2 separate regions of the Sus scrofa genome follow, and region 1 is linked to region 2. Evidence: chromatin contacts called from public HiChIP or PLAC-seq data. All regions are on one chromosome and are shown on one strand. Each heading gives the region's core, a stretch centred on a gene start, on an enhancer-like site or on the middle of the called end of the contact. The rest is flanking DNA. Distances are from core to core; before and after follow the strand shown. Region 1 overlaps ATF7 (cyclic AMP-dependent transcription factor ATF-7). Region 2 overlaps RARG (a long non-coding RNA gene).

Region 1 (6,945 bases), core at 1,145-3,644, 300 kb before region 2:
TCCGGCGTTGCCGTGAGCTGTGGTGTAGGTTGCAGACGCGGCTCGGATCCCGCGTTGCTGTGGCTCTGGCGTAGGCCGGTGGCTACAGCTCTGATTCAACCCCTAGCCTGGGAATCTCCATATGCCTCGGGAGCGGCCCAAGAAATAGCAACAACAACAACAACAAAAGACAAAAAAAAAAAAAAAAAAGACAAAAGACAAAAAAAAAAAAAACAATATATTGGAGTTCCCATCATGGCTCAGTGGAAACGAATCTGACTAGCATCCACTAGGACGCAGGTTCAATCCCTGGACTCGCTCAGTGGGTTAAGGATCCGGCATTGCCATGAGCTGTAGGTCATAGACATGGCTCAGATCTGGCTGTGGTGTAGGCCAGCAGCTACAGCTCTGATTCAACCCCTAGCCTGGGAACCTCCAATATGCCACAAATACGGCCCTAAAAAGCAAAAAAACAAAAACATATATATACACACACACACACACACATTTTAATAAAATGTGATGTCACAGTATGAACAATAGCTCAGTAAACAAATACACACCCAAAAAAAAGCTTTTTTCCTTATCAACTTAATCTCTTTTTCTCAGGAGAAATTAAAGTCTTAAAAAAAGCCAGAGGTATCCCATTTAGAAGTCCAATTCTTTTTTCAAGGAGGTCTCAGTTTAGTAAAAGTTTCTTTGAAAGCTGAATAGGACTCAGCTTTCATATTGTCTGTACTGGTTAGGTGACAACCACCTGAAATCAGTTTCTCGAGTTGCATCTTTTACCCATTCCCTTTTCCTGATGTCACCACCTGCTTCATCAGTTACTACCACATGTCCTAACATTTAATGACCATATGCTGCCTGAAACCTTGGCCAACAACAAAAGCTTTCATTTGAGTTTTCTTGTTGGAAGCTAAGCCTGCACACCCTCCTGTAACCCCTTCTGATGCCAGTCCCTGGAAATGGTAAAGCAGTAGCTCCCTTGCTCAAGTTATGCTGCTTTCCCTCTTGAGGAAATGACAGGACTTCTTTTTTAGTCACAGCTAATGCCTTTCCTTCTCATTCTTCCTGTCTTTCTCTTGGCCTATTCTTCCATCTCCATTCTCTGCATGTGTTATTGTGTTGCCTATGAGAGAAGAGGAACTTGTCATTTACATGTATTCCAGTTGGCTCAGGACAAAGAGCAAATTGAAAATCACAAGAGAATTTGTGTAAACTTCCCTTAGTACAATGAGAAGCAGTGACCCAAGGCCTCTAGCTCATTAAATTGAGTTTGAAATTTCCTCTCCATTTTTTTTCTTTTGGGAGAGAGCATATTAATCTGAATAAATAAAATCATCTCTTCATTATCCATATAATGGAGAACACGGTTCAGTAGGGCCTAAAGTAGAATATAAGATTCTATTATAAGCTTATGCTTAGTCTCATGAAACTGATGTGAGTTCTGGCATTTGGGAACTGCCCGTGTAGATGTTCCCTAATAGCAACAGATTTAGAAAGAACTTATTTTTGGCGTTGTTGTACATTATATGGTTTCTTTTATACAGATGGTTGACCTTTCTGTATTTTAATTTTGGCCGCTGTTATAAAATTGGACTGTCTTCTTTGAATACATACCAGCTAAAAGAAACGGAAGAGGATTCAGAACTGCTTTAGAGACAAGAGACATCAGCTTGAAGTTTAGAAACAAAAGACAGTCCTTTATGGCCAGTTTGTAACGAGATTAAAACACACTCGTTTTCTCTTTAAAAACAAACAGAGCAGGAGTGCCTGTTGTGGTTCAGCAGAAACGAATCCTGCTGGTATCCATGAAGACGCAGTTTCGATCCCTGACCTCGCTCAGTAGGTTAAGGATCTGGTGTTGCCGTGAGCTGCGGTGTAGGTTGCAGGCACAGCTTAGATCTGGCATTGCTGTGGCAGTGGTATACACCAGCAGCTGTAGCTCCGACTTGACCCCTAGGCTGGGAACCTCCATATGCCACGGCTGCGGCCCTAAAAAGACAAAAAAATATAAAAACAAACAGAGCAAACAAGACAGGGAAGGGGGCATTTCTGAGGATGATTAATAACTAATTGTAAATAAAATATTCTAGTCCATATGTCTTCATGATAGTTCATATCACTGATAGTAAAATCATTTCTCCTTTTCTAAAACTTGTAGTTGCTTTGTATGTATTGCTTGTCCAAATCACTGATTCTCCAGTTTTTTATTCCACAGTCTCCCTAAAAGTTCCCCTGGCACCTCCCTTGATTATGATTTCCCTACCTACAAGATTTCCTGTTAAGAAACAAAAAGTGATCCTAGTTTCATTTTTGTCTGTCTGTCTCAGAAATAATCAGAGTTTCCAACTGAACTGTGGTTTGTCTAAGTATGGAACTGAGAAGACTGAAAGGAAATGGGAGGCAGAATGAGGAACTACTACAAAAGAGAAGCTAAGGGACATAGTGATGAGACTTGCTGTGGTTACAGAGACTGGTACATCCCTTTACCAGATCTTTACCAGATCTTCCTAATCTAACGTCAGGTTTAATTTGGAAAGGACTGACGTTCCCTTCAAGTAACTCTTCCTTCTGGGCCACAGGTCTCACCAGCCCAGCCCACTCCTAGTACTGGAGGGCGGCGGCGGCGCACAGTGGATGAAGATCCGGATGAGCGGCGGCAGCGCTTTCTGGAACGCAACCGGGCCGCAGCCTCCCGCTGCCGTCAAAAGCGGAAGCTCTGGGTGTCCTCCCTAGAGAAGAAGGCAGAGGAACTCACTTCTCAGAACATTCAGCTGAGTGTAAGTGGGTCCTGGGTGATTGTTGAATCTGGAAAGTGAGTTTGAATCAGGAAAGTGGGACAATATAATAGAAGATGGTAGTTCTTTAACTGAAGACAAATCTGAGTAGGTTAAGGATCTAGTGTTGTCACTACAGCGGCTTTGGTCGCTGCTGTGGTATGGGTTTGATCCCTGGCCCAAGAACTTCCACATGCCAGGGTGTGGCAAAAAAAAAAAAAAATTAATTAATTAATTAATTAATTAATTAATTAAGACAGATCCAGAGACTATGCCAGGAAGAATGCAGAAAGACTCTCTCAACAGTCAGAGTTGAAATCTCTTCCCCAAGGGCTAGAAAGGACACTCACCATCTACTCCCAAATCTGTTACTAGGATGAGTCATCCATAGACCCGATTGGATAAAGGGAATTAGATTAAGTGCCCCAGGTGCTCTTTTAAGTTGTCAGTAGAATCTGATTGGGGTAGTGGAACACCCAAAGGGAAAAATGTATTTGCCCCAGATAATGCAGCTTAATAAAAGAAAGGAAAAGCCTCACAAGCAAAAATAGAACAGTTATAATCCAGATATTTTTCTGAAAACTATTTTCCCCTCTTCTGATTAGTTATTAAAAGATTTCATTATTCATTACAAAGGTAATATTTTTATTTTTTATTTTTTTAAAGGTAATGTTTTTGTATGTAAATATATATGATAGACATTCACACACACAACTATAGAATAAAAATAAAGTCCCTCCTCTGTATTCCTTTCCCAGTCTCATTCTCTTCTGATAGATGAGTTTGATGTGTACCTACCAAACATACATGTATTTCTATTTTGTTTCCATTTATAGTTTTTTTTGGGGGGGAGACTGTGCATCTGTTTTAACGTAAAAACAGTTATCTTCTGGACATCTAGCCATAGGTACAGAGGACCTACTTTTTTTTTCTGTTTTTTGTCATTTTAGGGCCACACGCACAGCATATGGAGGTTCCCAGGCTAGGGGTCTAATTGGAGCTGTAGACACCAGCCTACACCACAGCCACAGCAATGCCAGATCCAAGCCGAGTCTGCAGCCTGTACCACAGCTCTCGGCAATGCCAGAGCCTTAACCCACTGAGCAAGGCCAGGGATCGAACCTGCAACGTCATGGTTCCTAGTCGGATTCGTTTCCACTGCGCCACGAAGGGAACTCCCCTACTTCATTTTTTAAAATAGCTGTATAGTAGTAACATTGTATTATGTAGTTATATTATAAGGTATGGATAGTTCTAATGTTTTGCCAGAACAGCACTGCTGCAGTGTACATTATATACAGTTGAGTAGATAGCTTTGTTAAATAGATTCCTGCAGCTAGACTTTCTTAGTCAAAGGACATGTGCATTATTAATTTCGGCATAATCACATTTATCCTAAATAGTAATTTTTCTATTTTATATCCCTGCTATCACTGTAAGCAGATACTGTCATTGAATTTCTGGCTGTAGAGGCCCTGGGCTATCTGAAGCCTTGCTGGATTTTTCCCAGATTCAAGGGAGAAAAATCTAGGCAACATTCTGTCCTCACTTTAGGAATAGCCAGTAGGGGTTCAAGAGCAGAGCATGAATTTTCTTGATATTCTTTTCTTCCCTCCCTCTTCAGAATGAAGTCACGTTACTACGCAATGAGGTGGCTCAGTTGAAACAGCTACTGTTAGCTCATAAAGACTGCCCAGTCACGGCACTACAGAAAAAGACCCAAGGCTATTTAGGTGAGTAGCTCCCAACCTAAGCAGAGTCAGTCAGTAGACTCCTATAATGAGTATCTCAACTGCTTATTATTTTATAACCCTATTCTGACTGTTCTGGGGAGTCCAGACTGATGGGTGGGCTGCTTTTGCGGAACAACCAATCTTACTAAAAATTTTTTTGAGAACAGGGTAGTTGCCCTAATCATCTGTCGTAGTTGGAGATAAAGGGCAGCAGTATATCTACTGGCTGCCTATTTTGTGTGAGACACTCAACCATTTTCCCAGTTCTCTCATGAAATAGATATTACCTCATTTATACACAAGAAAACTGCACTCAGATTAGTCAGCCTGAAGTTAGACAGTTGGTAAAGTAGCAGAGCCAAGATTCAGAACCAGCTCTTCGTTATTCCAGAGCTTCTCTCTTGGCCTCAGGAAGCTACAACAGCAGATGATACATTGGGGTCTGTTCAGTATCAAAATTTGGAGGTGTATTCTATCTTTCTAGTGATGAGCTGATGACAGTTTCAGTTTGTAATCCATGCACACACATAATATAGAGCTAGAAAGAGCTGGTCACAGAGTCATGCTCAGGCTAAGCACAATCCTGAAATTAAAATTACTGTGAATAACTTGCTTATTGACAGGAAGAGCTAATAAATCATTTTCCCTTACAAATTAAAGAATTCATCTAAATGTTGGCTATCAAATTTTGATATATTGAATTGTTTTTCCACTAACAGTCTTCCTTTCAGAGATGTGTTCCTATAGAAAAAGAGTAACCACATCACCAATTTTAAACATCTCCATTTGAATTTTAATTTTAATGGGCACCTCAGGGTACGTTCATTCATTAAGCAGATAGTGATTGAGCCTGTTCTGTGCCAGGTACTATTTTACATGCTGAGGGTACAATAGGGAACCAAATATATTAGATTAAAGTCCCTGCCCTTGAGGGGGTTGTATTTTAGCAGGTGAGACAGGCAATAAACAAGACAGATAGGTACAATATATAGTATGTTAGATAAAGAGTACATGCTTGGAAGAAAAAAACAGGGAAAAGGAGTATGAAATGTTGGCAATACTTGAAATTTTAGATGAGGTGGCTTTTGACGGAAGACCTTAGGGAAGTGAGGGGGCTAGCCATGTGTCAATATGGGAGAAAAGTACTGCAAGCCGGAGGAAAAGTACATGCCACCCAACGTGGGAGCACGTCTAGCACATTCTAGGAACACCAGGGAGACTGGTGTCTGGCCGGATTGGAGAGAATGGGGGATGGAGCGTATTTGGAAATGAGGTAGGGGAGGTAATGGGAGCATTTAGGGCCCCATTGGTCATGGTGAAGACCTCAGTTTTTGTTCTACATTGGGGAACATGAAGGGGTTTTCAGGAGAGTAGTGACATCACTGATCTGACTTGTGTTGAACAGGATCACTCTGTTAGAGAGTGTAAGAATGCAGAAGCAGGTAGTCCGCCTAGGGGGCTGTCACACTCACATGAGCAAGAGATGATAGAGCCTTGGACCAGGATGGTGGTAGTGGAAGTGATGAGAAGGGATATAATTCAGGATATCTTTTGAAGTTAGAGTGACAAGGTTTAATGACTCCTGTATGGGGAAGTATATGTGAGAAAAAGAATCAAAAATTGCACCAGGAGTTCCTGTCATGGCTCAGTGGTAACTAATCCAATTAGTATCCATGAGGATATGGGTTCGATCCCTGGCTCTGCTCAGTGGGTTAAGGATCTGACATTGCCATTGGTGTAGGTCACAGATGCAGTTCAGATCTGGTGCTGCTGTTGACTGTGGTGTAGACCGGCAGCTGCCACTCCAGTCGACCCCTAGCCTGGGAACTTCCATATGCCACAGGTGTGGACCTGAAAAGAAAAGAAAAATTGCACAAAAGGTTTTGGCCTGAGCCACTGCAGGAATGGAATTGCCATTGATTGAGATGAGGGAAGTGTGGAAAGAAATGGGTTGGGTGGTCTCTCTGGAGCTCAGATTTGGACAGGCTGTTTAAGCGGCCTCTTAGGCTTACAGGTGGAGCTGTCAAGCAAGCAGCTGGTTGTGTGCATCTGCAGTTCAGGGAAAAGACTGAAGGTACAACTTCGGGAGTCAGAAAAGTATGGTTAGTTTTTAAAGCCGTGAAACTGGATGAGATGTTATTGTCAAAGGAGAAGCGTAGGTAGAAAAAGAGAAGTCCCAGGACTGAGCCCTGAACACTGCAGCATTTAGAGGTCAGAGAGATGAGAGTGAGCAGCCAAACAGGTAGGAGGAACAGCTGAGTAGCTGAATATGGTGTTCTGTAAGGTCAGACAAGGAAGCTTTTCAAGAAGTTTAGTGAGCAACTCTTTCAGATCCTTTTGATAAGCTAAGAAAGACCTAAGAACTGAATATTTATCCATATAAAGTCTGTATACAGTAAGGTTTCTATTCAGTCCCTACAGGAACTCTGACAGGTAGTCAATCTTTGAAA
Region 2 (6,768 bases), core at 299-2,798:
AGGGAGCAGGGGCTGCAGGCCCTGGGTGGGGCTGGGGAGAGCCAGCTGGGGAATGGGAGCTAGGTTGGGAGACAGTGTAACGGAGGCCCTGCCTAGGGTCCCAGGGGCGGAACCTTCCTGAGAAGGACTGAGCACATTCGATCAGGGTGAGAGGGGATATCTGGAGGGAGGTTCTTAGGGTCCTGACCCTCTCCTGGCGCCTCTGCCTCCAAGCTGTGCGGAATGATCGGAACAAGAAGAAGAAAGAGGTGAAGGAAGAAGGGTCGCTTGACAGCTATGAACTGAGCCCCCAGTTAGAAGAGCTCATCACCAAGGTCAGCAAAGCCCATCAAGAGACGTTCCCCTCGCTCTGCCAGCTGGGCAAATACACCACGGTGAGGAGTGGGCAGGGCCCCCCTGCGGGAAGGGGACCGTTGACTTCAGAGAATAGGTGGGGGGGGATTGGTGTTGGAGCCACGGTCTGGTGCTGATGACAAGGAGGGCATCCGAATGCAGGAGGGAGAGCCTGGGCTATTGGCAGGAAGAGAGCCCCCCAGGGTGGGCCTTAGCTCATGTTCTAATGTCCTTCCTGCAGAACTCCAGTGCAGACCACCGCGTGCAGCTGGATCTGGGGCTGTGGGACAAGTTCAGTGAGCTGGCCACCAAGTGCATCATTAAGATCGTGGAGTTTGCCAAGCGGCTGCCCGGCTTTACAGGGCTCAGCATTGCTGACCAGATCACTCTGCTCAAGGCTGCCTGCCTGGACATCCTGGTAAGTTAAACCCTGTGGCCCGTCTTCTGCCACAGCCTGACCCTCATGTAAGACCAAGGAGTTGATCCACACAAAGATTTCATTACCTCGCATTCCGCCTGCAGTCTGGGACTCCCCAGATTTCCTCAAACTCCCAAACTGAAGCTCTCTCTCTTTTTTCTTTTTTGGCCACCCCGCGGCATATGAAGTTCCTTGGCCAGGGATCAGATTGGAGCCGCAGTTGTGACCTACCCCGCAGCTGCAGCAATGCCGGATCCCTGACTCACTATCCCAGGCTGGGGATTGAACCTGCATCCTGGTGCTGCTGCATCCTGGCACTGCAGAGCACTGCTGATTACGTTATGCCACAGTGGGAACTCCACGGCCCTTAAAAGCTGATCTTAAGACTCCTGGAAGCCCTGCCTCCTTCTGACTTCTCTTTCCTCTCCCAGCTTCAGAACCTCCACCTCGCTGCCTCCCTCCTCCTCCCTGCTCAGGCAGCCCTTCTTGGGACCTAACCTCCTCACCTTGCGCCTGTACCTCATTCCCTCTTTTCCTCACCCCCATAAGCACGCCTCCCCAGAGAGAGCACTAAGCCTCCACCCCCCACCCACCTCCAGATGCTGCGGATCTGCACAAGGTACACCCCGGAGCAGGACACCATGACCTTCTCTGATGGGCTGACCCTGAACCGGACCCAGATGCACAATGCTGGCTTCGGGCCCCTCACAGACCTCGTCTTTGCCTTTGCTGGGCAGCTCCTGCCACTGGAGATGGATGACACAGAGACAGGGCTGCTCAGCGCCATCTGCCTCATCTGCGGAGGTGCGCGGGCGCCCCCTGGCGTTTACTTGGGCTCCTTTCCTATCATACCCCACACCTTAGCTCCCACCAGGCGGGAGACCTTGGTCCCATCCACAGACTTCTCAGCTCCTGTACAGACTCCCTGGTGGCTTGGAACAAAGAACAAAAAGAAGGGTAGAGCCAGGGGAAGCTGAGGAGACCCCAGATACTAGTGCTGACATAGAGGTCCGGGCAGGAGTGATTTACCAGAGAAAACCTCCTGCCGAAGAGGGGGCGGGACAGGGCTTGGAGCAGTGGAAATGGCCTGGGTTAAAGTTTGGGCCCTGAAAGCTCCCGCTGGTACAAGATGGTCAGTGGTGTCTTGGGAGCGCTGGGACGCAGGTTCGATCCCCGGCCTGGCACAGTGGGTTAAGTAAGGATCTGGCATTGCCCTATCTTTGGCTTAGGTCGCAACTGCAGCTCAGATCTGATCCCTGGCCTGGAAACTCTCTATGTCACGGGGCGGCCAAAAGTGGAACGTAAACAAACAAACAAGCAAACAAACAAAAACCCCAAAAGTTTGGGGCCCAGAGGGCCATAGGGCAGGGCCTCTTGGGATCAGCCATTTGTCACTGTCTTCCCCATCTCTTCCCCGCTCTCTCCCCTGTGCTCATCCCCACAGACCGCATGGACCTGGAGGAACCCGAGAAAGTGGACAAGCTGCAGGAGCCATTGCTGGAAGCCCTGAGGCTCTATGCCCGGCGGCGGCGGCCCAGCCAGCCCTACATGTTCCCGAGGATGCTCATGAAGATTACCGACCTCCGGGGCATCAGCACCAAGGGTTAGTTGGGAGCGAGCCTCCCCTCTCTCTTCCCAGAGCTGCCGGTCTCCCAGTTCAGACAGAGACGAGTACAGAGGAGCTGAGACCCAGGCCGCCTACGCAGGCCTCCCAGCTCTGCCACACGCTAGTGGGGATGCTTTGGGCAAACGCCTTTCCTTTTTTTCCTTATTTTCCTGTTTGTAAACTGAGCTAGACTGAAATCTACCTTCTAAGTGTTGTGAAGGAAAAGTGAGTCAACCTCCAATGGACTTAGAACTGCACTGAATTACAAATTCAGTTCCTCCGTTGCGGTAGCCACGCTGCCAGTGCTCAGCAGCCACATGCGCGGCCAGTGCCTACTGCACAGGATGGAAGAGATATTTCCATCATCCCAGAAAGTTCTATTGGACTGTGCTGGGTTTTTTTTTGTTATTGTTGTTGTTGTTGTCTTTTTTTTTGCTATTTCTTGGGCTGCTCCCGAGACATATGGAGGTTCCCAGGCTAGGGGTCGAATAGGAGCTGCAGCTGCCAGCCTACACCACAGCCACAGCAACGCCAGATCCGAGCTGCATCTGTGACCTGCGCCACAGCTTGTGGCAACGCCAGATCCTTAACCCACTGAGCGAGGCCAGGGATCGAACCTGTGTCCTCATGGATATTAGCCAGGTTCTTAACCCACTGAGCCACAGTGGGAACTCCCGGACAGTCTGGTTTAGAAGGATGCCTGGCAGATAGTGTTTGCATGTTAGTTCTAATTATAGACATTATTGGAGTTCCCGTCGTGGCGCAGTGGTTAACGAATCCAACTAGGAACCATGAGGTTGTGGGTTCGATCCCTGGCCTTGCTCAGTGGGTTAAGGATCCGCCATTGCTATGAGCTGTGGTGTAGGTTGCAGATGCAGCTCGGATCCTGCGTTGCTGTGGCTCTGGCCTAGGCTGGTGGCTACAGCTCCAATTCGACCCCTAGCCTGGGAACCTCCACATGCTGTGAGAGCGGCCCAAGAAATGGCAAAAAGACAAAAAAAAAAAAAAAAAAATTATAGTCGTTATTAAAAACAGCCCTAGGAACAACTGACAAGCTATAGTCATTAAGGGAGGGTGTCTTGGAGGTTGAGGCTGGCAGTTGGACACCTTGTGATCTTTGAGGAGACAGCCTGAAAGGGTGAGATGCATGGGCAGCAGGCTTGGCAGAGAAGACAGGCAGAGGAGTGGACCACCCCAGGATCCCTAGACCAGGGAGAGGGTGACAGACAGGTGGCGGGCCTGGGCTGGGAGCCCCCAGAGCGGCGTCAGAGGGTGGTTGAGCAAGGCTAGGGAGGTGCCCTTAGGGGCCGTGCTTCAGCCCCCTCCAAATCTCATTACCCCTCTATTGCAGGAGCGGAAAGGGCCATTACCCTGAAGATGGAGATTCCAGGCCCAATGCCTCCCCTGATCCGAGAAATGCTGGAGAACCCCGAAATGTTTGAGGACGACTCCTCGCAGCCTGGCCCCCACCCCAAGTCCTCCAGTGAGGACGAGGTTGCCAGGGGCCCGGGCAAAGGGGGCCGCAGCCCCCACCCCGACCAGGGCCCCTGACTTCCCCTGCCGCGGGGTTTGGGGCTCCAGGCAGCAGACTGACCATCTCCCAGACGCGGCCGGTGCCTGGGGGAGGACCTGCTCTGCCCTCTCCCCGCCCCTTCCAATGAGCTCCTTGTTTTTGCCAAAGTTTCCAGGGGTGCCTCTGTGTTCATCCCCTTCCTGCTCTGACCGGCTCCCTCTGCAGACTTGGGGGCCTGCCCTGGTCCCTCCAGGAGAGCGGTCAGGGGGCGAGCCTGGGTTTGGACTCTCAAATCGCAACACTGCCCCACAGACCCCAGGGTCCCAGGCTCCCCAGGGCAGGAGGGCGACCCTGCCATTCCACAGCCCCTCCCTCTGCCAGGTGCTTAGGCCTCTGGGAGCAAACAGGAACACTAGACACCAAAAGGGAGCGGGGGCTGGGGGGGGGCTGAGCCCACCCTCTTGCCCTTGGTGCCTAATGCTGCATAAGGCACCTGCCAGGTGCATGCTGCCCGCTATGCCCCATCCTCGTGCCAGTCAGGGTGGGGCGGGCCGGGCCCTGCGTGTCTGTGGGGGCGGGGGGTAGGGGTGCAGAGGGTGAAGGGACCGATGCAGGTCCGTTCTGCACCTCTTTGCTTGGGCCCGGCCTTTACCGTTACAAGCCCCTACCCCAGTCCTGTCATGTGCCTTGGGCTCCCCCTGCCCCCCATCTCAGCCATGGGGCAGGGACCCTCCTACACTACAGAGGGGCCAGGGGAATCCCTCTCCCCCTAGTGCCTTCCCCCTTGACCCCAGAGCAGCTTGGTCCAGGGAGAGGGGGGTGGGCACTGCTTAGCTGATCCCGCCCTGACCCAGAGGAAGCCTCTATTTATTTATTAGCTTTTGTTTACACCCTGGAATTGACCCCTTCCTCCGGGGGTCTTGGGAGGGGGAGCCCAGGGCCCCTGTGACCCCTCCCTTCTCCCTCCAGTCCCCAGTTTGTATTTAGCTGCCAAATAAGAGTCCCACTGGCTCCCCTTTTTTCTCTGGGGGGTCAGGGTGCTGTCCCCTCCCCTCTGTTTACATCTCCCCCCTTCACCGCGCTGTATCGCATATTGCTGAGTTTTCTATTTTTGCAAAATAAAGTGATGGAAACTCACGGGCTGTGGCTCCCTCTAGGAAGAAGCAGGGGAAATGGCCCGCCGACCCGGAGAGGGACTGGCGAGGAGGGTGGATTCTGCAGCTTTCTTAGGGGAACTAAGGAAACAGAATGCAACCTATCAGGTGGGGGAAAGGGAGCCTCTGGTTGTGCATAAGTGCAGTGGGTATCTGCTCTTCTCTGGGGGCGGCGGGGAGGCTGGGGATGCCATTGAAATTTCATTTGATTTCCATGAGGTGTCCCCCTGACCCCCCCGGGCCCCAGAAGAAAAGAACCCCAGCATGCATCTGAGTTACAGTGTTTCTGTTTTATGCCAATAGCTCAGGCTGTGAGCCACTCACTCTGTGACCCCACTTTCACCTTCTGAAAAGGCCCCACCCTTCTCCCCATGACACCCCCCCTGTTACCTTTGGTCCTAATAGCTCTCCTTGCCCTGCATGCCTTAACCTCTGCAACACCCCAGTGTCAGCCCCACTGCCTTTGGCCTCTGCCCCTGTGCCCCTGGACTTGCCCCCTGTGACTCCCATCAGCATCTATCCCACCCCGCCCACCTTCCTCCCTGGGACAGTGGCCTACCTGCCCTCGGCTGTCTTCACCGGCTGTCTTCACCGGTGACCTGTGCCTGTGGGGGAGGGAGGTGGAGGATGTGGGAGAAGGGGAGGAGTGGGAAAAGCAGAAGAAGAAAGTGAAAGAAGCTCTAGAGGAAACCACAGGGCCTATGGGGAAGGAGGGGTCATTGCCATGGCAACCTTGCTTGTGGGGGAAGGGCAGAGGTCTCAGAGCCAGAGGCCTGGCTGAAGCCCACCCAGAGAAAGGACCCCCTTCTCTCCAGGGGCTCCTCCAGCAGCTACCCTCCTACACCCCATATGATGGGCCCTGAACACCTGCTGGGGGACAGGGCGCCGTGGCCTCTTAGCAGGGAAGACAGACCTGTGGACACAGCCATCACATCCAGTTCCTTTCCAAAACTCCCTGTGGTCAAGTGTGGGCCTCAACCCCTTGGCCCTGTGGGCCTTCTCCCTGACCCACTCCAGCTGCCAGACCGGTGCTCAGCTTCAGCCAGTTTGCCGCCTCCACCCCTGTCTTGGGGTCCACTACCGTTCTGGCTCCTTGGCTCCCCAATCGCGTTCTCTGAGCCTGGCCCTGGGCCTGTCTCTCCAACTTTCCAGTTGTCTGGACCTTGATTCCCTCAAAGCCTCCCGCCCCCATTACTTCTCGTCCACCGACTGACTTATTGAACCCTTCGTAAGTGCCACGTTCTCCTCTAAGCAATCAGTACAAATTCCCTCATTTACTTCTCACAACCATCCTATGAGTGCCACTTGACCGATGAGAAAAGAGCCACAGGCACAGTAAGCAACTGACTAGGTCCCCACTACCCATGAGTAACAGAGCCAGGATTGGAACTTGGGGCCTTTGGCCCCAGAGCCCACAGAGCTGAGCACCCGTTGCAAGACAGTGGTTTTCAGAATGAACAATAGTCGCTAACCTCCCGCCACAGGACTTCTTGCCTCCAAATTTTTTCTTCCTTATCACGGTCCTATATGAGGAAGTGGAGATACTATCAATTTGGGAGGCAGGCAGACCTCGATTTAAATCCAGACCAGCTAATTGCTGCCTATGTGACCTTGGGCAAAATTCTTCGTATTGCTAAACCTCTACGTCTGTAAAATCAGGGGGCTGCGAGGAGGTTCACACCTATGTCCGAAAATTGTTGTGACGATTAATTCTAACATTTCGATGCACCTGGCACATAACAGG

Evidence for each region. HiChIP or PLAC-seq counts read pairs in DNA pulled down with a chosen protein or histone mark.
Region 1: a contact with region 2 is called in an H3K27ac HiChIP or PLAC-seq map of alveolar macrophages. The contact joins two enhancer-like sites. A contact is called at or near these places in 1 of 5 promoter capture datasets (fetal skeletal muscle), 1 of 47 Hi-C or Micro-C datasets (embryonic fibroblasts) and 1 of 2 datasets of contacts at active chromatin or transcription factors (alveolar macrophages).

The regions. Positions count from the first base shown.
Region 1 is chr5:18,734,795-18,741,739 of Sscrofa11.1, reverse strand. ATF7 (cyclic AMP-dependent transcription factor ATF-7) reads left to right here. Exons shown (of 11, transcript XM_013987080.2): 9 at 2,568-2,765; 10 at 4,387-4,495. Among named protein-coding and RNA genes, the nearest start is that of NPFF, 13 kb to the right of the region's middle. Within about 2 kb of position 2,394, at least 11 of the 83 cell types and tissues checked have an H3K27ac peak or open chromatin away from gene starts, as enhancers often do. A contact at or near this core is called in alveolar macrophages, where this site is marked.
Region 2 is chr5:18,434,506-18,441,273 of Sscrofa11.1, reverse strand. It overlaps RARG (a long non-coding RNA gene), which reads left to right. Exons shown (of 9, transcript XR_002343956.1): 5 at 214-374; 6 at 575-751; 7 at 1,351-1,555; 8 at 2,196-2,354; 9 at 3,709-5,007. Among named protein-coding and RNA genes, the nearest start is that of ITGB7, 3.5 kb to the right of the region's middle. Within about 2 kb of position 1,548, at least 5 of the 83 cell types and tissues checked have an H3K27ac peak or open chromatin away from gene starts, as enhancers often do. A contact at or near this core is called in alveolar macrophages, where this site is marked.